Linked DNA regions of Triticum aestivum: region 1 is linked to region 2. A link is a contact called in public Hi-C data. All regions are on one chromosome and are shown on one strand. The core of a region is the stretch at or near the end of the contact, and the rest is flanking DNA. Distances in the headings are between cores, read along the strand shown.

Region 1 (6,166 bases), core at 3,322-5,821, 450 kb before region 2:
GATTGTAAAATTTTAGAAAGAAATTGACATTCGTGGAAGGTGTGGCAAATAAATCAGGACTCCAAGATGTTTCCAAAACTAGCATTTTTGAAACACTGATTTTTTTTGCCACGACTTCCACAAATATCATTTGGTGCTGACTGTTAAAGCTTACAAAAAAAAGTTTTTCTTTTACTATTTATTTTATTTTATTGTTCACCTAGGAGCATTTGATCTCGAGAGCAGTCGCATATTGAAGTTCTTCTTTTCCTCTATCTTTTCATAAGTTATGTGAAGTTCTTCTTTTCCTCTACCTTTTCATAAGTTGTTGTATTAGGCATAAAACCAAACTGAGCACGCTTGTCAGTCTTCTTAAACGGTGCTCAATGTTTATTTTTCAAAGCTTTTTTGTATGGCTCATCAGTTTAATTTCACGTTATTGATATACTTCGCCTCCATTCTTTGGGCATCTTATTTAGACGAAAAATAATGTTGAAAAACTGAGTTAGCCGTACTATCACTATGTCTTCAAGACCTCCCCACACCTCAACGGGGATAGAGTCTAGGACCATCGTCTTCCCCCATTTTATCCTTGAGACAACATAATTTGTCATAAAAAAATCGATTTGCCATGGTTAAATTCTTTAGCATTTCCTTCTTTTGGTTGCAAGGGTCAACGTTGGATTTTAAACGGGACAAAATTGGTTTATTGCAATTAGTCTCAGCAGAATCAGAATTCATGAGCAAGTCCAAGAATAAAACCATCGAATATGACAAGGTTTCAAAGATGCTGGCGAGTCAACCATAAAACGCAAGCAGAATATCTGCAAATTAGATACTAAACTGCAACTGTTCATTTGTAGGGGCCGAAAAAATAGATGACAACCCTCAAATTGACTGAATACTGATGAAAGGTGTGTCAACGCACCAGCTGCTGGGGAGCACCAGCTTCAGAGAATAGCAAAAACACAAAGAACAGCAAATCTGGATGCACGAGGCTGCTATGACCATCATCCAGAATACCATGGAGCACCAGCAATGGAGTCCAAAGCATATCACCTTTTCGACATCACATTGTAATAACTCAACCAGAAAAAATCTAGGACGGAGTCCCCGGACTTTGAACTACATCCATTACATCACATATGTACTGGCACCATGACCAGCTAGCTCCCTAACACTCTTGTGACAAGGTAAGGTAAAACAGGATTATCACCATGACTAGTTATAACTCTTTTTTTTCTTTCACCACTCCCCCTGCCTGACCTACTTGATATACTGCGACATCCACTTGAACCCTTCGCCATAGCCCATCTTGCGGACGATGCTGCACATGAAGACCTCCAGGGGGCGGACATTGGACTCGCTGAGGCTCACCTTGCCCTTGCCAGTCGTGAAGTTGCTAAGACCCATGCGGTAGCGGAGCTCTTCCTCTGAGGCCGCATAGGGGATGTCGATCTTGTTGCCCAGGATCAGGAAGGGGACGGTGGCCAGCGAATCGTCTGAGAGGAGGGCGTCGAGCTCCTTCTTGGATTCGGCAAACCTCTCTTTGTCATAGGCGTCCACGAGGTACACCACTGCATCAACCTGACCACAAGACAATCAGAAGATGGCACCAAACAGATGAAATCCAGGATCGTTGCCGCGCCCAGTACTCAGAATGACAGAAAAGTACAATACTAAGTCAAAACAACATCATCAGGAATAACAGAGACCGCCATGCATGCAGACAACATGAGTATATGCATAATGCACCAAAATCTATGATTAAGCAGTTAAGCCTTCTTGGCCGCAAGATGCAAATTCAAGAGTTTGGTGCTACAGTATTAAAAAACAATTTCATGAGAAAATAAATCCTTATTATTCCGGGAGTTCCTGATGATATTCCTGCTAAAGTCTTTGCCAGCCAGGTTGATTGCTGAGTTTATATGATACTCCCTTTGTAAACTAATGTAAGAGCGTTCAGATCACTACTTTAGTAATCTAAACGCTCTTATATTAGTTTACGGAGGGAGCACTATAATCTAATGTATCCATTTGCTGTTTCAACTATGAACTTATTCTACCCCAAGCCGTTCTTATCTCCCTCCTAGTAATTGCACCCCTATCCAAGTGTCCATTGTAACACCAATTTAACCCTTCTGGATCTGGTCCCTTTGCCAGCACCAGAGATATTCCTATGGCCCCCTTTGTTCCACCAAACCTAATATTTCATGGTTTGGCAAATTTAGTTATACAGAATCTCGGAGCCCGATTGTATCCTCAAACTGATCCTGCTGCACACTCTACAGAATTAATGTAAATATTTATGCTAACATTTCATCATCTGGGACTAGATCACTTAAGACTCTCAGAGTTCGATTGTGTCACCAAATTGATCCTGCTGCAAAGCTGATGAATATAACTCTTTCACTATGGTCATACACCGCTTAATCCAACATGCCAAAATGACTAGCTACCTCGTAATATTGTACGAAACCATTTTGGGGTAGAAGCAACATCTAAGGTAGATAAGAACAAAAGTCACAACAGCATTTATGCTAATATACATTCAAAAGGGGTAAAAGGAAAACCCCTGGTATTCCAATAGATTATTGTGCACAGACTAAATTGAAAGCATATTCCCTACTTTACGTAAGCAACTAGATTGCCACATTGCACATATATCACTGGTGTTATATCATGGATCTTGATAGCTACATAATGGTGGGAGTGGGACAGCATATAGGAGTACTGGAGTCAGCTACTTGTGGTTCAAAATGCACTAACCCCACCGGTCAACAACTTGATAAATATTTCTCAACGCACAGCTGGTGTTACATGTGGGGACAAAAGTTAGGACATATTCTAGTGCATCAGTGCCAACTACTACTATCCATTGATAATGACATTTAATAGAAGTTTTGTCATACTGTATCTATAATCTGTATTTCATATGGAAAGAAAAACATATCAAACAACAGCACAATATTTCTAGAAACTACTCCCTCCGTCCGGAAATACTTGTCATCAAAATGGATAAAAGGGGATGTATTTAGACGTATTTTAGTTCTAGATACATCTCTTTTGATCCATTTTGATGACAAGTATTTCCGGACGGAGGGAGTACACCACAGGAGAAGAAATGCATTAAACAGATATAACAGCACCAAATAACTCATGTATAGTAAAGAGAGTGATAAGATAGAGGAAGATGAGACCTTGGCATAGTAATCCTTCCACACACGGCGAGCAATCTGATGGCCTCCTAAATCAAATGCCTTGAACTTGATCTTCCCGATGCTCAGCTCTTCAGAAGTTGGATACTGTGTAGGCTGATGCTGAACCAACCTCTGCCAGAAGGAACACAAACCCAAGTAAGATTTTATTCAGCCAACAGGAGCACAAACATGTGATTTGGCATGCGCTTTTTATGTTGAACTTGATTATGTCCAGCTTCTGAGCATAATCGTCATGAGTAACTTAAAAGACTGATTACCAAACCAAGTCGGATAGTAAAAAGATCCTCCCTTTATCGATTAAGTGTGCAAACTTACTGAATTTAAAATAAAATCTAAACTCTCTAAACAAGCATTTGCAGCAGATCTAACTTGCATGCCCCGGAATTACATGGTAGCTAGTACCCAGGACGGCTGGTCCTTTTCTAAGAAAAAAAGCATGGTAGCATTGAAGAAATCAACATGCAATCTTTTTACGCACGGATTACTGGAAGAAGCAAAATTTAGAAGGTGCTATATGGGAGTTTTCCAGATCTGGCAAGCAATCCAGTGCTCAAAGAAAGAAACGCAGCTCAGCTACCAAAATGAAATCTGTCCACTACTATCCTCGACAGGAAACAAAGACTCAGGGTGCTAATCCACCAACTACTTCCAAAATTGGGAACCCCTTTTACCACATACGATCGAAGCTACCCGAATCTAAAGAATATGGATTTTTTTTTTTGCAACGCACCGTGAAAATTCCACGGTTCGTTTGAAAATGGTCTATAAAGAAAATCCCCAAGAACTCTCGACGCTAAGATGAACATCTACTGGCACAGATGTCTCCAAATCTAAAATCCGAATAGAATCAAAATACTTCAATTTAAAAATACAGATACTGTGCGTGAACATATATATTAGGGGAAGGGATCAATCAATGATTCCTAAAACCACACGGATCATCCCGATCCAAGTACCATCACAATTCCTCCAAACCTCGTCAAACTACCAAACCTTATTGCACAAAAAACGACTTATCCATCAGATAAGGAACATAAGTAATAAGGAAAGGGCGGAAGTTTTTTCCCGACCTCGTCCTTGAGCATGTGGAGGAGCGTGGTCTTGCCGGCGTTGTCGAGGCCGAGGAAGAGGATCTTGGCCTCCTTCTGCCACAGTCCCAGCGACGCGAGCACCCCGTAGAACCAGTCCACAAGGAACATCTTCGGTCGCCGGCCGCCGTCGGTGGCCTCCCTCTCTGTCGCCGGAGCCGGAGGGGGGCGCCTGTTAACGGATCTCGACGCGCACCCGCAGAAGGAAGGGATCGACTGGTGACGTGGCGGCCACCGCGCCGCTGAGACGGGGATTAATAGGAGGAGATGCGCTAGAATGACACCTGGGACAGCGCGGTGTGGGGCCCGGGGCTCAGAGGAGTAGGTGGGAGTTGGGTGGTTTGGAGAAAGACCGTGGGCCAGCAACTCGCGGATTCCTTTTGTTTCTAGCAAGAAAGCACCCAGGTTTTTCTTTTCGGATTTCATGTGAAAAATGTAACCCTTGGGTCCAAAGTTACACCATGTATTTTCTGAAGTTTGAATTGATTTTTCTTCAAAGATAATTGATATTTTAGTCCTTTGTCTGTGCGTTGCAAGGGGTACAAATATTCTACTATTTTAGCCCGTGATTTACCGGTTCATATTAATGTGATTGGGTAAATAAATGCTTACCAAATCCTGCCCATTATTTACCTGCCCATATTTTAGGATTTTATTTTGTAGTCACTTATTGTCTTACCAAAGAAAACATAAGCTTATTTGGTAAGTCAATAAAGATGGTCAATTAAGGCGGGTTTCAAGGAATGATATGCTTATAGTGAAAAAAGGAAGGTTGAATGAAGCACTCCGTCTAACAGGAAAAGGAAGGCTATTCTTTTTTAAAATAGTATATATAGAGGTAAGGAGTGAAATCTCTACTATTTATTTATCTCTACTATTTTAAAAAAAGTAGTGTTCTTTTTCCTACCACAGGACCACGTTCTGCCCGTCCTTCATCCGCCCCCATCGCTATCCCTCCCGCACGATGAAAAAAACGCTCTCGTTCGACCTCCCGCATACCCGCACGATGAAAAATCAACCTTCATGCTTCCCCTTCTCTCGATCTCTCCTTAGATCCAGATTGCGACCCCTTTCCCATCCTTCCATCACCTGACGGCGGCCGACGGGCTGCCGCCACCACCACCCCGCTCGCTCGCCGCCACCATCGTCATCAATCCCGGCCAGGGTGCCGCCGCCACCGTCGCCACCAACCCTAGCCATGGCGCCGCCGCTACCATCTTTCCCCTACAAAGCCATTCATCTTGCCTGGAGGTGCGTGCTGACAATTATGGGGAAGGGAAGATGTACACTAGGTGCAGGGAGAAGACCAGAGTCTTTTGGGATGACAATATTTGAGAGGCGCGACGCTGCTGCTCCGGGGTTGTTAATGCTGATCTCTACGAAAGAGATATTGGAATGTGTTTTATCATATGCACATCCGCATAACAACATACGTTGTTCCCTTTGTCATCGGTATGTTACTTGCCCGAGATTTGATCGTCGGTATCCAATACCTAGTTTAATCTCGTTACCGGCAAGTCTCTTTACTCGTTCTGTAATACATCATCTCACAACTAACTCATTAGTTGTAATGCTTGCAAGGCTTAAGTGATGTGTAATACCGAGAGGGCCCAGAGATACCTCTCCGACAATCGGAGTGACAAAACCTAATCTCGAAATACGCCAACCCAACATGTACCTTCGGAGACACCTGTAGTACTCCTTTATATTCACCCAGTTACGTTGTGACGTTTGGTAGCACCCAAAGTGTTCCTCCGGTAAACAGGAGTTGCATAATCTCATAGTTACAGGAACATGTATAAGTCATGAAGAAAGCAATAGCAACATACTAAACGATCGAGTGCTAAGCTAACGGAATGGGTCATGTCAATCACATCA
Region 2 (6,700 bases), core at 1,036-3,535:
GTTGTTTGGTGTGCTCATCAGGAGTTTCATTGTGTTGTGCAAGTGTCGTGTGTTGCGGTTGTTGTTTTGTTTGAAGGGCCGTCTGAGTGGTGTTGGTGTTTTGTAATTGGTGAGTGATAGGCGTCGGCGCGCCGGCCGAAACTTTCGGCCGGTCTGCCTAGAGCAGTTCAATCTGTACATGCACACCCATTAGATCAATCCCCTTTTCTCAAAAAAAGTCACATCAATACCCCTTCCCTTCCTTCGTCAACCTCCTGCATGGGAAAAAGGAAGAGGGCGAGAACGCCACCTCCACCCGCGCCAACCGCCTCGCCTCATCTTCCGGTTGCAGCACCGCCGCGTCAGCCACCACCTCGCCTCGCCTCATCTTCCCGTTGCAGCGCCACCGCATGCGCTGCCGTGCTGCCGGCCTGACGCCTCTCGTCGTGCGGCCGTTGGGATTGCAGCGCGGTTACCCGCGAAGATTCAACGTCTGCCGTTTGTAGCTCTTCGTCGGTTGGTTCCAACATGTGGGCGTCGTTGTTGCAGCAGCCCCTGCCGTCGCCGTCTCAGCTCGCCACCGAAACCGGCTTCCACCACCGTGTTCATCAAAAAGAGCTTCAACAACGAAAAAGGGGTTTTCGCTGGTAGTAGCAAAAACGAAAAACCGTCCCAGCAAAAAAATATCACGGTTCCAGCAAAAATGCGCCCTCGCCGATGGTCGCAAACAAAACAAATCTCGCCGGTTCCAGCTCGGCCGCAGCTGGTTGTAACAAAATCGATTGTTGGTTCCAGCAAAAAAACCTATGCAGCAAAACACATAGCAGCAGTCGTCCGTTGCCGCCCCAGATCCTAGCCTATGTAGCAAAATCAAATTCTGGATCCAGCAAAAGTCGAAAGCGGTTCCAGCCAAAACTTGATGTAGCAAAAAAACATGCGACGACAGCACCACCATCCTCTTCAATTGCAGTAACATCGAAAGCTGGTTCTAGAAAAAATTAAAAGTGGTTCCAGCAAAAAATCATGGCGGCCACCGCCATCGCCGACCACCACCAACCTTGCCGGTTGAAGCAATTCCTCCGGTCGGTTCCAGCACCGCAACTCATTGGTTGCAGCACGTCCCCCTGCGGTACCGCCGGTCCCAGCATTTGTCGCTGCTGGATGCAATAGCCTCCGCCGCAGACGGGCCGCTCCACTGCTGGTAAGCTGCTGCTCATAGTAGTGCGCGACACCATGGCCCCGTAGCAGCGCGCAGCGCGTCCCGTCGTCGATTGACCACCATGCGGCCGATCCGGCTTGTGCAGCCATGGAATCGAGGTGGTTGTCGCCCCCACAGGACGAGCATCAAGCTCGTCGCTCGTCGCCTCCATAGAGCACGACAATCAGTGATCTCATGCGCGACCCCTGTATGGGTGCTCAAGCGCAGTCGGATGTGTGGATGAGGTTGTAAGGCGCACGAGATCGAGGGATGGCCATGGCAGAAGGAGGGAGGAAAAGGGGATGTAAAGAAGACGATAGTCTCACGCATCAGGGTGGAAGAGATAAGTCACAAAAGTGGGAAAAGAGGTGCTTGGGCCCCACAAGACGCATGTGTCGTGGGAGGCGACCGGCGCGACGCTTAACCGGTCGTCTGGTGCAAAACGTTTCCCTTTGTAATTTGTGAGTAGTCCGTGAGTTATCTGTAACGGTTTTCGTCCGATTTTCTGTAAATTAACTAGGCAACTTTCTTCTTCTTAATTATTAATTGCCTCTGTTTCAATAAATTTTACTCCCTCCGTTCCAAAATATAAGAATTTTTTTGCACTAGCATAATGGCAAAAACGTTCTTATATTCTAGGACAGAGGGAGTAATAAATAAATAACATTGTGTATGACCCCGTTCATGCACGGGCAACCACAGCCATCTCGTAAGAGGGAGAAGACATTTCTTGAGGCGGTTGGTTAACTTGTTTCTGAAATTTCTAAAGGATTGACAAATCTTTGACGAGCCGCCATAGAAAGGTATCCACACCACACGCTTTGGTTTCGGACCTTGTGGATCCTTCCAGCTCCGTTTCCTCCAGGCTCCAGCTGGTACAGCTCTGGAAAGACCGAGCAAAGTTTTGGTTTCTTTTTTTTAGGCAGCTGCAGGGGTACAAAACCAGCAAAATTCAGCCAAAAACAAATTGGCCAGGAAGCGTACCGTTGGCGTTGGCTTTCTCTATCATCATGAAATCTCTGCCTCTCTACGTGTTGTGTGCGGTGTCCCCACAGACAGGTGGCATCGCAGAAGCATGAGAAACAAACAAAGCAGCGAGGCATCGGAAAAGGACATTCTCCCCCGGCAGGCCGGCACGCTGTGTTTGACTTCACTCCAGCTCCACCCCAGCCAGTCCCCGAAGAGTGAAAGGCGTCTTCGACTCGACTTGCTTCCCCTCCGAGAGACCGACCTGCCCCCAATCCAATCCATACACTTTCCTGCAAAGGGTACGGGGGGATAGCCAGGGCATCGGCTCAGCTCCACGCCAAGAGTAGCAAAGATCTCTGATTTGATTTGAGAGAGGCAAGCATCGAATCAGCCGACAGGAGGAGGTCTCAGTCACCACCCAGCAGCAGCCATGAGTGCCATGAAGTTTTGCCGTGAATGGTATGTTTCCTTGTTTGGGCCCTGGATTTGACCTAGCAGATCCGTCTCATCCTCTCTTTTTTGTTTTTTGGGGGGCGCGGCGCAGCAACAACATCTTGTATCCCAAGGAGGACAGGGACCAGAAGGTGCTCCTCTTCGCCTGCAGGAACTGCGACCACCAGGTCACCACCACTTCTTCTTCTTCTTCTTCTTCCCCGCTCTGTCCATCCAAAGATCCTCTTCTTCACCTCATACCACCTCGTCCTGAAAATTACTGTACAAGATGAGAGGATCAGCAAAACTTGGGTAAATCTGAAAAAAAAGAGCATAAACCTTTGGCGTTTTTAACACCAAGCATAACCATTCCAGTAGGAAAAAGGAAGGAAAGACTCAACTAATGTGGCATGCTAAAAAATTGTACGGTCTGTCGGTAGATTAAGGGCTGTTGTGCTGTGCTCAGTCTGAGGAAGAACTGAGCTTGAGCACATTGAACTGAAAGACAAGTGCGCAGCATAGGCTGTCAACTTGCGACACAAGTATTGCCAATTGTTCAGTGCATTGCCAGTTGCTGCTAGGTTCTTGTTTTGACCTTGAAACGTTCTGAGACTGCAGGAGGTTGCAGACAACAACTGTGTCTACCGGAACGTGGTGCACCACAGCGCTGGAGAGTTCACCCAGGTGCTCCAGGACGTCGCCGGCGACCCCACCCTTCCCCGCACCAAGGAAGTCCGGTGTGCCGTCTGTGGCCACGGCGAAGCTGTCTTCTTCCAGGTAAAATTGATAGATTCAAGCCCAACACAAACAGTTGACATTGTTCAGAGGTTTAGCTACAATCTTCCTGAACAAGAACCTCACCTTGATTCGGTTGTGTTCTATAGACACTTGACATTATTGCTACAATCTTCCTGAACAAGAACCTCACCTTGATTCTGCTGTGTTCTATAGGCCACCGCGAGAGGTGAGGAGGGGATGACGCTCTTCTTCGTCTGCTGCAACCCGAGCTGCGGTCATCGGTGGAGAGAATGATGTGCCGATCACCCAACCGATGACGGATTCCACCCATGCAACAGTCTGAGAGAGTTGTTTTTTCTTTCTTCCCAAGAGATATTTTCCCCAGTAGCATGAATTGGCTGTATGTTTCAGATGTATTGAGGCGGCATATCATTTTCATAACTCCGTGAGGAAAAAACAACCGAGTCCACCGGGGTAAAATTATCCCTGTGGTCCATTGCATTAATCAAAGGATGCTATGAGGACATTTTTCACTTGGTGGTCTGTTCCCGTCTGCACTTCTGCAGTAGCTTGAGCAGTAAATTTCAAGAAAACATGTCTCTTTTTTCAAATAAAAAACGAAGAACGGAACATGTTTTGAATTTTCACTCATGCCAGCAAACGATGAGCTGAGGAACTTCAAATATTTGTTATTTACATCGGCTGTTGTGTTTTAGTTCATCATGGAACTCTTATGTAAATAGTTTTCCAGTGATGACTGAATCAGCTATGTACTAGAACCAATGTTACAACAACCATGAACAGACAGGAAGTGCAGATATCCACCAGAAAGGTAATGATCATTTTAACATCTCCAGGAGGAAAACAATCGAGTACACAAGAGTGAATATCCCCGTGTTCCACTACGTTTATCAGAGAGCGGGGATGTGGACATTTTAACGGGTGACATGTTTCCTTCAGCAGTTTATCTAGGAAATGTATTCTCAGTAAAAAAGACAAAAAATTCCTATGTATAGAAAAAAAAACTGTTTGGATGGATCGTAAGTCATACTGTATTCTCTTTGCCATGGATACATTTCAGGAACTTCACACGGGAGTAGATGGGGCACCCAAATTTGGTATCTCAAGATTCCAGGTTTCTTAATATTCATATAGGGGGGTGGAGCTCATGTGTATTTCCCTCTACTCTAGTTCCTTTTCTAGTATCTCCAGACCTGGATCCTAAAAGTTTGGTGCAACAGAAGACTCTGTATATATTGTTCAAGAACTGAATATCCCATGGTACAATGTGCATGGTTACAACTGCAGTACTGAAAATACTGCTACAACAACCATCTTGATGCTACACAGCAAAAAGTTAATTTCATGGATACAGTCAAAATCTGTGCTAGAACAATAATCCAGTACTCCCTCCGTCCGGAAATACTTGTCGGAGAAATGGATGTATCTAGACATATTTTAGTTCTAGATACATCCAGTTTTATGCATTTCTCCGACAAGTATTTCCGGACGGAAGGAGTACTTGTGATAGCCTATTCAACAAGTACATACGTCCAAGATTCTTCACTAAGAAAGCCATTGTCGAGCTGCAAACAATTGTTAGAATTCTTCCTTTCATGGTTACCGACGAATGCTGCTCTCCTTGAGGACCTCCAAGAGGTGCTTCTGGCAGTTCAATGCTGGTCTTGCTTGAAAATTTCAGCAAAACTGACTGGAGGGCCATGCATCACAATAAGGTCAAGGGAATTTCATCCCATTGTTGAAATAATTTCATTTGCCCATGAAGGGAGAGATGCTCGGAATGTGACGGGCAATCCAGTTACCGGATGCACAAATGATAAGCTCTCTGCATGCAACGCATGACCATCACAGTCCACACCGTTCCACTCGATCACTCCTCCGTACTTCACATCACCTCTGATAGGGAACCCAAGATACTGACAGTGCAGACGAATCTGGTGTGTTCGTCCACTTTGAGGATAGGCTCTAACAAAAACCATGTGGTTCTTCACATCAACATTTGAAGTTTGGTCAGCTGCTTTCTCTTGTACTGTAATCGACTCTATATCATCAATATCAACATTAGATGGTTCTCTGTACTGTCCTTGACCATCTGTCCCTAGCACTTCAAATTTTGTGCTCATGTCCCTTACAGAGGAACCCCCTGGCAGTGTTCGGCCAACATCAGCCATAGCGTACACACGCCAAGCACCATGTTTTGATCGCCCATGACCAGAACATATCTTAATCTTTTCCCATGCTGGTGGGTAACCTACGCAAAGAGCTAGATATGTTTTCTTGACTTTGTGCTCAGTAAAGGCCTTCACAAGCTTCGCTGCAACTTTGTTGCATTTGGTGATGACCATGAGACCACTGGTATCACGATCTAGCCTGTTCGAGAGGTGAAGGTTAGGCTTACTTGAAGGATCCCCTGCAGGTCATGGATAAGAATTTTCTTCAGTTACAAATAGGAGATAGCAAGTCAGTAATAGTAGGAACTATTTTTTAGCGAAAAGCTGTAGGGGAGGCCACAACGGTAACGTATTATTCAGACCAGAAGTATTTACAAGAGGATATGCATGTATTATTCAAGCCAACATTTAAAGGGGAGTCACACACTCCTACTACATTCTGTACAAAAGAAGGAAAAATGTCCCTTTTGAATATGAAAGACCAAAAGCCTAAACTATGATTACATCTTAAGGATTTTAGAGTTTATCTGCTTCCAAATATTCCAGGCAGCTATAACAAAGACCTCCACGAAGAAAGGATTGTTGAAGGATGAACTGGCCATAATGACTTCGTTTTCCACCACAAGTTCCAGAAATCTTTGTTGAAGCAACAGTTCCAGAAGAGACGATCCCTGTTCTCAAGCTGGCCATTATTGCAGAGAATGCAACTTTTCACCTTTGAAGCATCTTTAGTATCGAGTCTATCATTCAGAAGTAACCAAGCAAATGCCTTCAGATTAGAAGAACAGTTAGAATTCCAGATCAAGTTTCAGGAAATTGGGGCCTGAATATGGTCAAAGGAAAGCTTATATATTTAGGAAGCATTATATTCATTGAAAGCTCCATGTTGGTTCCTGTATTATTTGGATGGTGAACTCAATACTCAGGTCACAATCTTTTTTTATTTGTGAAGGCTATTTTAACAGCACTGTAATATTTTGAATTCTAACATTATATCAGGAATTAAAATATGGAATGTTTACTTGAAGTCAAAATATACATCACAATAAGTAATGTCCATGTTACTCCTAACATGGCTTAAGTTGCTATCAGAAGTTTGCTCAAAAGAAATATTCCTATCAGGACTTGCTAACTAGTGGGAGAACACATTTGATCATCTCACAATTCCTTTTTCAAGATACGATGGTGTGAC

Evidence for each region. Hi-C and Micro-C count contacts between places; a contact is called where the count stands out from the background.
Region 1: a Hi-C map of leaf shows a contact between it and region 2, with 5 times the contacts expected there. The contact joins the promoter of LOC100192135 here to the promoter of LOC123110764 in region 2. A contact is called at or near these places in 2 of 5 Hi-C or Micro-C datasets (both in leaf) and 1 of 1 datasets of contacts at active chromatin or transcription factors (leaf).

Annotation. Positions count from the first base shown.
Region 1 is chr5B:126,559,232-126,565,397 of IWGSC CS RefSeq v2.1, reverse strand. It overlaps LOC100192135 (GTP-binding protein SAR1A), which reads right to left and starts at 4,571. Exons shown (of 3, transcript XM_044531372.1): 1 at 4,271-4,571; 2 at 3,180-3,311; 3 at 1,019-1,566. The coding sequence starts at 4,399. The coding sequence ends at 1,246.
Region 2 is chr5B:126,104,388-126,111,087 of IWGSC CS RefSeq v2.1, reverse strand. LOC123110764 (DNA-directed RNA polymerases II, IV and V subunit 9B) reads left to right here and starts at 2,285. Exons shown (of 4, transcript XM_044531371.1): 1 at 2,285-2,605; 2 at 2,691-2,766; 3 at 3,197-3,355; 4 at 3,530-3,849. The coding sequence starts at 2,577. The coding sequence ends at 3,610. It overlaps LOC123110762 (RNA pseudouridine synthase 1), which reads right to left. Exons shown (of 2, transcript XM_044531369.1): 2 at 4,545-5,747. The coding sequence ends at 5,065.